2 separate regions of the Pan troglodytes genome follow, and region 1 is linked to region 2. The links are chromatin contacts, called in public Hi-C maps. All regions are on one chromosome and are shown on one strand. Each heading gives the region's core, a stretch centred on a gene start, on an enhancer-like site or on the middle of the called end of the contact. The rest is flanking DNA. Distances are from core to core; before and after follow the strand shown.

Region 1 (6,368 bases), core at 1,621-4,120, 240 kb before region 2:
CCTGAAATAAAGACAGGACCCAAATCTCCTCTGTTCTTTAAGAATTTGGAGTCTGTGGAGAACACTTGCACTTACTATATGCAGAAAGGCCATTAGAAGAACTAATGTTCCATGTCAGAAGGACAGCTGTCCATATCTGTCTGCTGAGGCTTTCTGAGGAGAACTTTGCACTTAACATTTTCCTATTTTGCCTCTAAACTCCCAAAGGGCATTGTCTATAAATATAAATGAACAGCTATACTGCTTGCTTGTTGATATGGTTTGTTTCTTATGTGGAGATCAGACTCTTCTATTCCAACTATAATTAAGACTAATTGTTCTGCATGATGAATACTTAGACCATTCCAGTGCATGATTCTCCAGCACCCACGGTGGACTATGTCTTCTTACACAGAGTCTGAAGGGATGAAACCCTTCTTGGGGGTTTAACTACTAGTAGATGAAACAAACTTCTGAGGATTCTGAGTTGAACAATTTAAAGTGCCTTTTTTTCCCTCACCTTGACTGACACAGCAAATCATATAGCCCACATCCTAGGGTACACCTGACCAATTTAAAATCCTTAGTTTGAGTAATTATGGATCACAGAAACCTTCGGGTTTTATTTTAGCTAATTAGGGGAGTCTGCCCCATTGCTAACACTCCCTGTTGTACCTGGATTAATATCACAGGTGAGGTTAATCTATAGCTAAGCCCAAAGAAAAAGCAGCCTGGCTATCTAAGGTAGATGGTCATGCCAGGGAAATCATGGGGCATGACTCCAGAGAGGCTTTCAGATCTTTTTGAAAATACTTTTAATTGTCATTGTCCTTTTTTTTTTTTTTTGAGATGGAGTTTTGCTCTTTTTGCCAGGGCTGGAGTGCAATGGTGCGATCTCGGGTCACTGCAACCTCCGCCTCCTGGGTTCAAATGATTCTCCTGCCTCAGCCTCCCGAGTAGCTGGGATGACAGGCATGCACCACCACGCACGGCTAATTTTAGTTTTTAGTGGAGATGGGGTTTCTCCATGTTGGGTCAGGCTGGTCTCGAACTCCTGACCTCAGGTGATCTGCCAGCCTTGGCCTCCCAACGTGCTGGGATTACAGGCGTGAGCCACTGTGCCTGGCCTTAATTATCATTGTCTTGCATCATTCAGGTTCTCTTGTCCAGAGAGCTGAATGCTTTTATGTAGCCTCTGGTTTGACAAATGGTGAAACAAATGATTCAAAGAAAAAATGAGAAGAAATGAGGCAGACTGATACTCAAAATGAAAACCAGATCTCTGTACATGGAAAAATGGAACTGTGTTTTCAAGAAAAGCCAATGACAGTGGTGAAGATCTGGACAATCTTGGAGGGTCTTTCCTGCACCTTTAGTTGAGGGAGACCAGAAGGCAGATAATGAGAATAAAAAGAGAAGCTCCCACATTCCTAGGTGACGATGGATTGCCCTGTAACCACGGTAACAATGAATCCCCAGAACCTGTGTGACACCCATTTAATCTATTAATGAAACTCCCTTGGTAACCATTCTAACAGACACATGCAAGTAGGTACATTTCGTAGCTAAAGGTCTACCATTCCTAAACACTGCTGCCTCTGAAACACCACCAGTCCACGAACTCAACACCTCCCAAAGCCCCTTATGCATCAGCCGTGAGCTTTGTTCAGAGACTTTGCCATACAAGCACAGTTCTCCCTTGTTTAACCAGAAATAAATTCAGTTTTTGTTTCATGTAGTGAATGCAGGCATCTTCCACCAAAGCAGCTTATGGATATACAAGAAAATGTAGTTATTCAAATTCTCTTTTTCTCTCTTTTTAATGCAAATGATAGCTTACTATACACCACGTTTTGCACCTTGATTTTTTTCAATTAAAAATAAACCGTGGAGATCGTCCGTATTATCAGCAGGGATCTGAAGCGTAGGTTTGTTGACACCCCGTGCTGATGCTCTCTCCACATCTTTACTAGAAAATTTTGCAAGAAAGAGGGTAGTAGAACCACTTTTTCCTCTAAGTGTTGACAGCAGAGAGCTTTGAGTTTTTGAACCCTCTTCAGAAATGAAAAGGCTCTTAGGGAGAGCAGTGTATCAGTTACAAGCACATTCTCTGGGGGTATAATTCTTGGAGATCTACTGTTAGCTAGGAAATTTAGAATTTATGACCTCTTTGAATCTCTGTTTTCTGACCTGTAAAATGGGGATGAGAATAATAGTATCTACAATAGAAGGTAGTTCTGAGGATTAAATAATGATGGAAAGTGCTTAGCACAGCTTTCTGGTGTGTCGTAAAGGCTTAATAAATACAGATGAAGTTTCTGATGCGATGAATATGTAGGGAGATGCCTAGGGGATGTGTGGCACTTCTTGCACTACCAGTGACCCCCTCTAGAGGGAAGCAGAAACCAAAGAAGAGGGCCCTTGAGTTGTCCCCAGTGGGTATGAACTTCAGGTCTCTAGTGACCCCATTGCACTTTGATCAGAAGAAAGATCAATGAGGTCAAACAGGAAGGCTTCTGGCGCGGCGGGCGGGGGTGGGGGAGGTCATTCAGCACAGGTGGAGACTGGGACCCAGAGAGAGAGAGAAACAGTGAGGTTAGAGCAAATGAAGGGTGGGGATTGCTTCTTGGAGCAAAATGAATAGGCGTCCAGGAGTGGTGGGGACATTGTGCCTTTTAGTACAGAAAAACTATCACCTCCCGCCCTTTGGTTTAAACTGTGAGCTCCACTCACCAGCAGCTGGCAGAGTAGAGAGCAGGCTGTCTGTGATGTCACAGAGCTGGGGAACCAGGGAATGTTGGGGCTGGGGTGTTTGGACTGGACCACAACAGCGAGGAGGAGGGAGAAGTTCTGCTGAGCACGATGCCATGCTGTCCACCAGACTGTTTACTGGGGCACAAGTCCTGGGGCCTCGGGAAGCACCTAGAGGATGGCCAGAAGGGGGCAGTACAACACTGGACGCTGTAGATCTGGGTGCCATTCTCTCTCTGTCCGCCCACTGGGTAGTAACCTTAGGCAAAGGGACTTCACGCTCAGGTTCTCCCTCTGCAATATGGGAATAATAATAATAATTTTTTTCTTTTTTGAGACAGAATCTCACTCTGTCACCCAGGCTGGAGCACAGTGGTGCAATCTTGGCTCACTGCAGCCTCCGCTTCCCAGGTTCAAGTGATTCTCATGCCTCAGCCTCCCAAATAGCTGGGGCTACAGGCATGCACCATCAGGTCCGGCTAATTTTTGTATTTTTAGTAGAGAAAGGGTTTCACCATGTTGGCCATGCTGGTCTCGAACTCCTGACTTCAAGTGACCCCCCCCCCCCAGCCCATCACCTTGACCTCCCAAAGTGCTGGGATTATAGGTGTGGCCTTCGCCTGGCCAGGAATAATAATAATTATATGTCCTGTTTGCATTTTTAAGTATTAAATGAAATCAGGTAAACATTTAACATGGTATCTAGATGTAGTAAGCACTTTAAGAAAGGGTAGTTATTAATAACATACGCAAAAATAAAGTGACATTTTCTTCCCTATTTATTTTTCAGAAAAGAGGGAATCACTTTGTATTGGAGTCCTGACAAAATCTCTCAGCTTATGGGTCACTCTTTCCATTCCTTTATTTAGGACAACCAAGTACTATTCACATATGGGGAAGCCACATTGGATTAACATATTCTCAATCAGTGCTATCATTTGATGCATAGAGAGGTCACTGGATACAATAGAAACAGAAGAAAGCAAAGGAATTCAGCACAGCTGTGGGGTCATTCATATGGTTGGGGCGGGTGATGTGACTCCACAGCTGTGCTGAATTCCTTTAATAAATATTTGATGGTGAGTTAAACAGCCTTTGAAAGCTCACAGGTAAAGCCACATTCTTTTTTTTTTTTTAATTATACTTTAAGTTCTAGGGTACATGTGCACAATGTGCGGGTTTGTTACACATGTATATATGTGCCATGTAGGTGTGCTGCACCCATTAACTCATCATTTACATTTGTTATATCTCCTAATGCTATCCCTCCCCTCTCCCCCCACCCCACGACAGGCCCCGGTGTGATGTTCCCCGCCCTGTGTCCAAGTGTTCTCATTGTTCAATTCTCACCTATGAGTGAGAACATGCGGTGTTTGGTTTTCTGTCCCTGCGATAGTTTGCTCAGAATGATTAAAGCCACACTCTTAAATGGTAATTGAAGGTTCTCCATTTTGGCTGCAAGTGAGATTCACCTGAAGTGTTTTTAAAACAAAGAATACCTGGGGCCTAACCCCAGATAAATTATAATTTTGGTAGGGTGTGGAAACTGGGTAGCAGTATGTTTACAAAAATTTCCAGGTGATTCTTGAGTATAATCAAGAACTGCTGAATTCCATCGTGCAGGTCATTATATACAGGTAAGCGGTGGTTCTCAGATCAGGCTGTATATTAGCATCATGGGAGGAGCTTTAGAAAATGCCACTCCTAGCACCTGCTCCCAGTCAGTAAAATCACTATTTTGGGGGCAAGGGCCCAGGTGTCAATAGATTTTACGGCTCCCCAGTTGATTTTAATTCGCAGCCAGCATTAAGAACTACTGATTTATAGAGGTTTTTTTTTAATCATAAATTTCATTGATGTGATACAAATGGATGCTTTTTAGCTTGGGATGAGCTTTTCAGGAACAGCATTATTTATATACAGATTCAAAAGCATTATTTAAAAAATAACTTAGAAATGAAGATAATATATTCTGAAAACCTGTGCTAGATGAGGTTAAAGATGTGTATGAAGCATTTGAATGAAATTGTTTCAGAAAACAAAAGATTGAGGATAGTGATATAGTTTGGCTGTGTCCCTACCCAAATCTCCTCTGGATTTGTAATCAAAATTGTAATCCCCACGTCGGGGGAGGGACCTGGTGGGAGGTCATTGACTCATGGGGGTGGTTCCCCCATTCTGTTCTCCTGATAGTGAGTGAGTTCTCACGAGATCTGATGGTTTTATACGTGGCAGTTGCTCCCGCTCTCTTCTCTTTCACCTGCTGCCAGGTAAGATGAGACTGCTTCCCCTTCTGCCATGATTGTAAGTTTCCTGAGGCCTCCCAAGTCATGCAGAACTGTGAGTCAATTAAACCTCTTTTCTTTATAAATTACCTGGTCTTGGGTATTTCTTTATAGCAGTGTAAAAACAGACTAATATGGATAGCAACACAGGTATTTCCAAATTAATGTATTTTATATAATATGCTCTGGCAAACACATATCAGGTACTGACTACTTATAAGTTGATGCTTGACTATTTCACCCATAGCACTAAATGTGTATATATTCAAATTGGAGAAAATACTTAAAATCTTTGCATAAAGAAACTGCCTTCTGTTTGGGGTGGTTTACCATTCAAGCATGTATGGTGTGATTACTTTCTTCTCCTTGGGTCTGGGAGGGGAGATGGGCCAACAGGCTTCTGTATTAATTTCTGGTTCAGGTAGGGAATAATGAAATCTTGACCTGATGCACTGGGCTAAGACAAGTGGGTGGATTTTTACTCTGGTGATTTCACAGTGCGTAAGTTCTGGGGTCCGAGTACCTGGGTGGGACGCTTGCCTTCGTAACTTAATGCATGACCTTGGCCATAGCCATTAACTCCTCTAATTCTCAGTTTCCTTAACTTTAAAATAGAAATAATAATAGAGTTGGTGTGAGGAGTAAATTAGACCAGCCATGGAAAGCTGTAAATGTAGTGCCTGCTAGAGAGGCAGCACTCAATAAATTTTCCTTATTATTATCTGGTGTTGAGAGTGAAGGATTAGCTTTCACACCTGTGGATGTGAAATCAGGGAATTCAATTTAGGTTTTCAAAAGTTTTATTTTGTTTATTTTTATTTTTATTATTTACTTATTTATTTGAGACAGATTCCCACTCAGTCGCCCAGGCTGGAGTGCAGTGACTCTATCTCCGCTCACTGCAAGCTCTGCCTCCTGGGTTAACGTTGTTCTCCTGCCTCAGCCTCCCGAGTGGCTGGGACTACAGGCGCCCGCCATCACGCCCAGCTAATTTCTTTCTTTCTTTTTTTTTTTTTTGTATTTTTTTTTTAGTAAAGACGGGCTTTCACCGTGTTAGCCAGGATGGTCGCGAACTCCTGACCTCGCGATCCGCCCGCCTCGGCCTCCTAAAGTGCTGGGATTACAGGCGTGAGCCACCGCGCCCAGCCTTGTTTTTTAATAAAGTCTCGGTCTGTTGCCCAGGCTAGAGTGCAGTGACATGAACTCGGCTCACTGCAGTCTTGACCTCTTGGGCTCAAGCCATCCTCCCACCTCAGCCTCCCGAGTAGCTGGAACCACAGGCACACACCACCACGCCAGGCTAATTTTTAAATTTTGTGGAGAGGGGATCTTGCCATGTTGCCTAGGCTAGTC
Region 2 (6,198 bases), core at 427-2,926:
TAGGACAACAGTGAGGTGAATCAGGACGCTTGGCTTGCCTTTTGCCTGAGGGCTAGAATAACACAGGGCCTCATTCTCCCACTGGCTTTGCAGGTCAGGCTAGATTAGATGGGAAGATAAGATTCATGCCTTAGGCTGAGGCCAGCACAAAACATCAAGAACAGGCTCTGCTCATTGGCCGAAAGCCCCCTCACACTGTTCTCCTTACCCCTTATGGCAGGTGAGCCTCTGTAAACAGGTGGCTGGAGAAGTGCAAGCCCAGGCTTGCCTCTCACACGTTCTGGTTCTTTTGTTGTTTTTTCCCCTTTGGGTTGACCTCAGTTGTAATTCTGAGAAACCCGAGGATGGAAAAAAAAAACACCTTATTTTGAAACATTTGCATTTCCTGAAGTCAAATGGCATGGTATATTTTAGTTTTTCTTTAAAAATCATTCAGATGGTTTCTAGCTAACGGGAAAAACACAGGCAGCCCTTTTAGGAATGATGTTGCCAGAGCTGGTTCAGAAAGGGGCTAAAAGCAGGACACCAGAGGAGCTATTGAGGGAATGGGCTGTTAAACTTGGAGAAGACCCCAGAGAAGGGCACAGCCTCTGTCCTTTAATGCTTGATGAGGCTGTCGGCACACCGTGGGGCCCAAGCACTAAACCTCCAAGTGGAAGAGGAAGGAGATGAAGCCCTCAGCTAAGAGCTAACACTGCTCTAATCCCCATTTCTCAGATGCAGCAATGGAAAGACGTACACTAAAAACACCTAAGTCACACTGTGAGTCACAGTGCTGGCAGCTCACAGAGTTGACCAGTCAGTGCTGCTCAAAAAAGAGGTGGGCTGCTTTGGAGGTCAAGAGGCTCTTATCAAGAGCTAGATGAACATTTCATGGGTCATCAGCCGTGTGGCCTGAGTCTTCTCATCACCCTGTGAGTCTATGATATAACTTTCTTTTTTGGTTATGAAGACAGAAAAACGTGACTTATAAATAGTGGCATTACATGCAGCTGAAATTCTGCAATGTCCCTGGAATTCTGAAGGCTGGGAGCAGAGGGAGCAAAAAGTGATGCCTGGAGAGGTTTAGTTTGAAGAACAGAGCATCAGAGTGGGGGAAATGAGAACTGTCTGCAAGTCATGGATGAGTTGATGACCTGGGAGTTAGAATCCTGGGATTTCTCCTCTCTGGGCTCTAGTGTCCCTATTAGGTTTGTGCAAAAGTAATTGTGGTTTTGGCATTAAAAGCAATAACAAAAACTGCAATTACTTCTGCACCAACATAATAGATGAAGAGCAGTGTGGATTTGATGATCTGTCTTAAAGGGCCTACCTAGCTTATTTCAGCAGGCTGTATAGACTCAGCCATCCCCTACCAGACCTGCTGGTGGTGGGGGTGGGAAGGTTTGGGGTGGGGAGTCAGTCCCAGCTGCACCTGTCTATCTTTATGGGCATGTTGCATTACCCAAGGTAGGAGACTGTGTCTTCACACATTCAGGTTTTCAGACACCTGCAGTAGTAGAACAGAACATTTTAGCTCTGAGGACAATCTAAGTTATGAATAGTCTGGTTCTGTAAGGATTTGCATAGTTTGGAGAAATGAAAGTTCCCTGAGATGGCCTGGTTCAGGCTTGGTGAACACATAACTCATAACTCATGTGCTCCTCAATGTTGCCCCTATGGCAGGCTGGTCCTAGGTCATCCAGAGAGTTAGTGAGAAAGACAGAACCAGAGACCAGGGCTCCTTACTCTTTCTGTAGGGCAGTCTATCTTTCAGACAACCCTAGCACTGCCTGAACTTCCCTGAGGACCAAAACCTTCAGATGCATCAGCTTTGTAAATCATCTTTCCAAGCTTTAGCCTCTTCTAGAAGGATCATGGGACTTTCTGTGGTTTTGTTTGAGAGGCTGAAGAGAAAGATGTGCCAACAAAACCCTCCTGGCCAGTTTCACACAGAGGAGAGGGATAGAAAGAGAGGTTGCTCGAGGTGGTGAAAGGAGCATATTCTAGAAGGTCAAGATTATGGAAACCTTAAGACTAGCTTTCACCTTGAGATTTCACAATATTAGACAGAAAGGGTCATTAAATGGCATGCTAACAGAGATCCTAGTTTTAGGAGTGGCGAGACTACCCAGAGACACTAGGGTCTGGCCCAAGACTCCACAGTAGGTAAATGGTGGAGCTGGGTTCAGAACACAGGGCTTCTGACTCCTAATCCAGGGCTCTTCTCTGACTTTCAGTATTCCTGTGGAATAGGAAGGGTTAAATGCAGGAAGAAGTGGGTTTGCAGCCACTACAGACACTGGAACTGAAAACTGACAAGACAGCTGGAGGTGCTGGGAAAACAAGCACTAATGAGCTCCTGGGTTCCATCTTGTGGGAGAATGCCAGCAGATGACTTCAGGCCCATGTGCTGAACACTGCCAAGTTACAAGTCATGGGCACATAAAGATGCAAATATGCTCAAGGCGGCTCTACCATGGCAAAACAAACCAAGCCAACCATCCCGGCCAGATGGTATGTGGTTTGAGTGCCAGGTACCTTCCAGATGTACAGCACCTTTGATATAAGAACAAGGAAGACACGATGCATCGCAAAAAGAGCACCTGAATTCTGGTCAGAGCTTTTAGCTCTGGATCTGTCATTTCCCCTTACTGAGCCTCAGCTGCCACATCCATTAAGTGAGAATTAAAACAATCAACCTAAATGTATGGATGTCATGAAGATGCAATGAGACCGTGGATGTCAAGTGATCAGTGCGGCCTGTGGCTAGACGAGACACTCAGTAAAGTAGATTCTTTCTGCCTTACTCCTCTTTTCTTTGTTGTTATAGTGGCACAGTTTAGCAATGCCACTTAGCAGAGTGAATTGGCAGATGAAATGCTCATTAAAATGAAGCTCATGACATTATTTGATGGACGGGAGCCTCTCAATTAAGTATCTAAGTGTTTAAGGCTATCTGATGCTTCCAGGAATGTGTGCCGAATCCTCTTTACATTTGTTGAAAAATGTTTTAATCCTTCCAAGAAGGAAAGGGATTATCCTAATGACTCTGCATCTGCCATGCCCTGGCTTCTTCATTCCAGGCTTCAGGGAGAATATCCAGGAGAGTCCCAACAGTGACATCTAGAGGACAGTCTCTCCCCTCTGGATAAAATTTGGATTCAAAGTGAGTCCTTAACCTGAGCAAGGGTCATTTCAACTATTAGGTTGATGCAAAAGTAATTGAGGCTTTTGACCAATTCCTTGATATCACTAAGCCAACTAGTAATAGAGAGATAAACTGCAGGATGGACCATTTGTTAAACAAAGGACCACTAGGTGACCCTGATTTCCAAAGGATTTGGAGAATGCCCATATGAATACACTTAGAGCTGACTGAGCACATAGGAAGTGATCAGTAAATATAAATTAAGGTCAAGTTGGAATTCATTTAAATAATTTAAATCCTGCCTCCCCCCGCCCCCTGCCCCACCTACTTTCCTTGGGATGTTAAGGTCTTTTCAGTCCTGACTTGTTGCAGTGTATCTGCAACAGTTAGTAAACCTGTCTGACACTATGGGCATTTCCTTGGAATTCATTTATACTAAACACAGGTTGAATTGACATTACTGTGGGTAAGTAAGAAGCATCTTTAAAGTCTATAATTTAAAAGGAAAGGTGAGTCTGGAGACGTAGGGTAAAATCTGCTAACATTTTAATAACCTTAAAAAAAAAACACTCCCTACCTGTTCAAAATGCAACAGTATGGCAGCAATTTTAGAAAGTTCGTTTTGGGTTCAAATCAATTTTAGAAAGTTAGACAGACTTATGTTCAAATTCCACCTCTGCCATTACTAGCTGTGTGGCTTTGCAAAAATCATGCAGCCTCTTTGAATTGTCCTTTTTTCTTCTTAAAAGTGAGAATAATAAAATAACTATCATGGAGAGTTGTAGGGAGGATTAAATGAGATAATGCATAAAAATGAGCCTGGTGTCTACCACCCAAACTATACCAAACAGTGGTTGAGTCCTGTGCCCTAGTCCATGGTTTGTGCTGCTTGAAATGTAGAAACTTAAGCCAACACATGTTGTGTCTAGATAGTTTGAATGAAATACATAACAAAACAATTTCAAGGAATGGGCCTGCTTTCTCTCCCTTACCCTCCCTCACTCTGTTGCCAGGCTGGAGTGCAGTAGTGCGATCTTGGCTCACTGCAATCTCCGCCTCTGGGGTTCAAGCGATTCTCCTGCCTCAGCCTCTTGAGTAGCTGGGACTACAGGCGTGTGCCACCATGCCCAGCTAATTTTTGTATTTTTTTTTTTGAAGACGGGGTTTCACCATGTTGGCAAGAATGGTCTCGATCTCTTGACCTTGTGATCCACCCGCCTCGGCCTCCCAAAGTGCACGTTGCCTCTTGACTGCTTCCAGTGTGGTGTTCCGCTAGGGCTGCTGTCATCTGATTGTGATCATGGGACATGAGGGATAGTTGGGTCTTAGTGAGAATCTAGTCTTGGCTTAATGTCACTGCCTTCAAGGTGCAGCTTTTATTGTTTCTTTGGGGTGGGTTCATTTGGTAAAATTAGAGAGCCAACCTCACTTCGTCTTCTTTAATGCCATTTTCTTTTTAGCAGGTGGAGGGGCAAGGAGGGTAGCTGCCACGCCTTATAAAATTGCAAATGTTAGAATGTTAAAGTGGTCAAAGAATCCTAAGATATTTGTTTGATTCATAGAACGCTATAATCAAGGCAAAATCCATCTCAGGGTTAGGACATCTGGCTTGTTCCCCTCACTTCTGATATTTTAGAAAACAGGAAACCCAAGGCCCTGAGAGGGAAAGTGAATTGCTTCAAGTCCCAAGACTTGAATGTCAGCATTCCAAATTCCTGGCCAGTCCTCTGCATTTCATACCCCAACTTCGGCTGGAGACTGAATTCAGGCGAGGGTGGAGTTGTCAGGACCCACACGAGGTCTATCCACTGTTGCAACTTCCTTAGGGCCTCCAGGAACCTTTGGGTGTTGGAGGCTACATTACATTTGTAGGAAAGACAAATCTGTCTTAACTGGTAGGCAGTGGGGAAGGAATTGTCCCAAGGCACATGACCCTTCAGCTGCAAAGCCAGAGCTGAAATTCAGCCTCTAGAACCCTCGCCATGGACCATGTTTCCCCTCAGCACTTCACCTCATTCAAACCCATGCGTGTGGCCCTCTGTGACCCTGAACTTGGTAACAGAGAGTGCACTTCTGAGACATGAAAGCCAAGAGCTGGGGGCCGCAGGTGCCGAAGAAGTGATAGAGCTGATAGAGCCCTGGAAGGGGATATGTAGACTTGGCCAGCAGGTAAGGGGCACTGGAAGGATTTGCAGTACTGAGTTTTCCCAGGTGGTCTACAATACAATCCCAGCTAAGCACAAGGGCTGCAAGGTGGATACGCTGGATTTGAGGTCTCACCCCTCCTAACCAGCTCTGAAATTTTAGGCAAGGCAACAAGCCTGTCTGTGCTCCAGTTTCCTTACCTAAAAAATGGGGCTAATTATGATTCCTGGGTGCTTATTGTGAGAACTGCATGAGTGAATTACTAAGTACTCAGCCAATTCTTGGCACATAGTGATGCCTGTCAACGTTCATTATTCTCACTCTGCCGTGGCCTCATACGGATGCAATGAGGGAGTACAAGAAAGAACACTGTCTACAGAATTCTTCTAGCGCAGGTAAGAGCTATCATTTGGTGGGGTGATTTGTTATAAAAAGGGCCAGGGTATATTGAGAAGGCCCAGAGGTGAGACCAAAGGACCAGAATCATTCTGCAAATCAAAGTCAGAACAATTTGAATTTCTGCAGAGTTTATGAGGGAAGTGGAAAGTGGAGGGGAAATGGGAGAAGGACATTAAAACAGACAGGAAGGAGAGTGAGTCAGTTCAGGTGTCAGAGGGCTGGACCCCAGGGAGGATAGCTGTCCCTTGAGAAATTCCCAGTGGCTGGAATAGCTGAGGCCTTGCAAGAACAGAGGGACCTAATATTCAATTCTGTGTCATCTGCTGGGCTGCACTGGGATGTGCTACACTGCCCTACCAGCTTCTCTGCATACCCCAAATCCTTCTGTAGATGTCGCTATTCATAAATGTGGGTTACTATTCAAACTTGGAAATCAAGGCAAAAGTGGCTGTCTTCTCTGATTTGGGCAAATAAGCCAGAAACCATGTGCAGACATGAGATTCAAAATTTGGTGGAAGCAGAAA

The links. A called contact is a pair of places that touch in the nucleus more often than the background predicts.
Region 1: a Hi-C map of blood shows a contact between it and region 2, with 15 times the contacts expected there. The contact joins the promoter of TEX48 here to the enhancer-like site in region 2. A contact is called at or near these places in 4 of 7 Hi-C or Micro-C datasets (blood, induced pluripotent stem cells and stem cell-derived neural progenitor cells) and 1 of 1 other capture datasets (stem cell-derived neural stem cells).

The regions. Positions count from the first base shown.
Region 1 is chr11:23,768,506-23,774,873 of NHGRI_mPanTro3-v2.0_pri, reverse strand. TEX48 (testis expressed 48) reads right to left here and starts at 2,870. Exons shown (of 5, transcript XM_054658388.2): 1 at 2,713-2,870.
Region 2 is chr11:23,531,754-23,537,951 of NHGRI_mPanTro3-v2.0_pri, reverse strand. The region is part of intron 2 of TNFSF8 (TNF superfamily member 8); the gene reads right to left. Among named protein-coding and RNA genes, the nearest start is that of TNFSF8, 19 kb to the right of the region's middle. Within about 2 kb of position 1,676, at least 3 of the 24 cell types and tissues checked have an H3K27ac peak or open chromatin away from gene starts, as enhancers often do.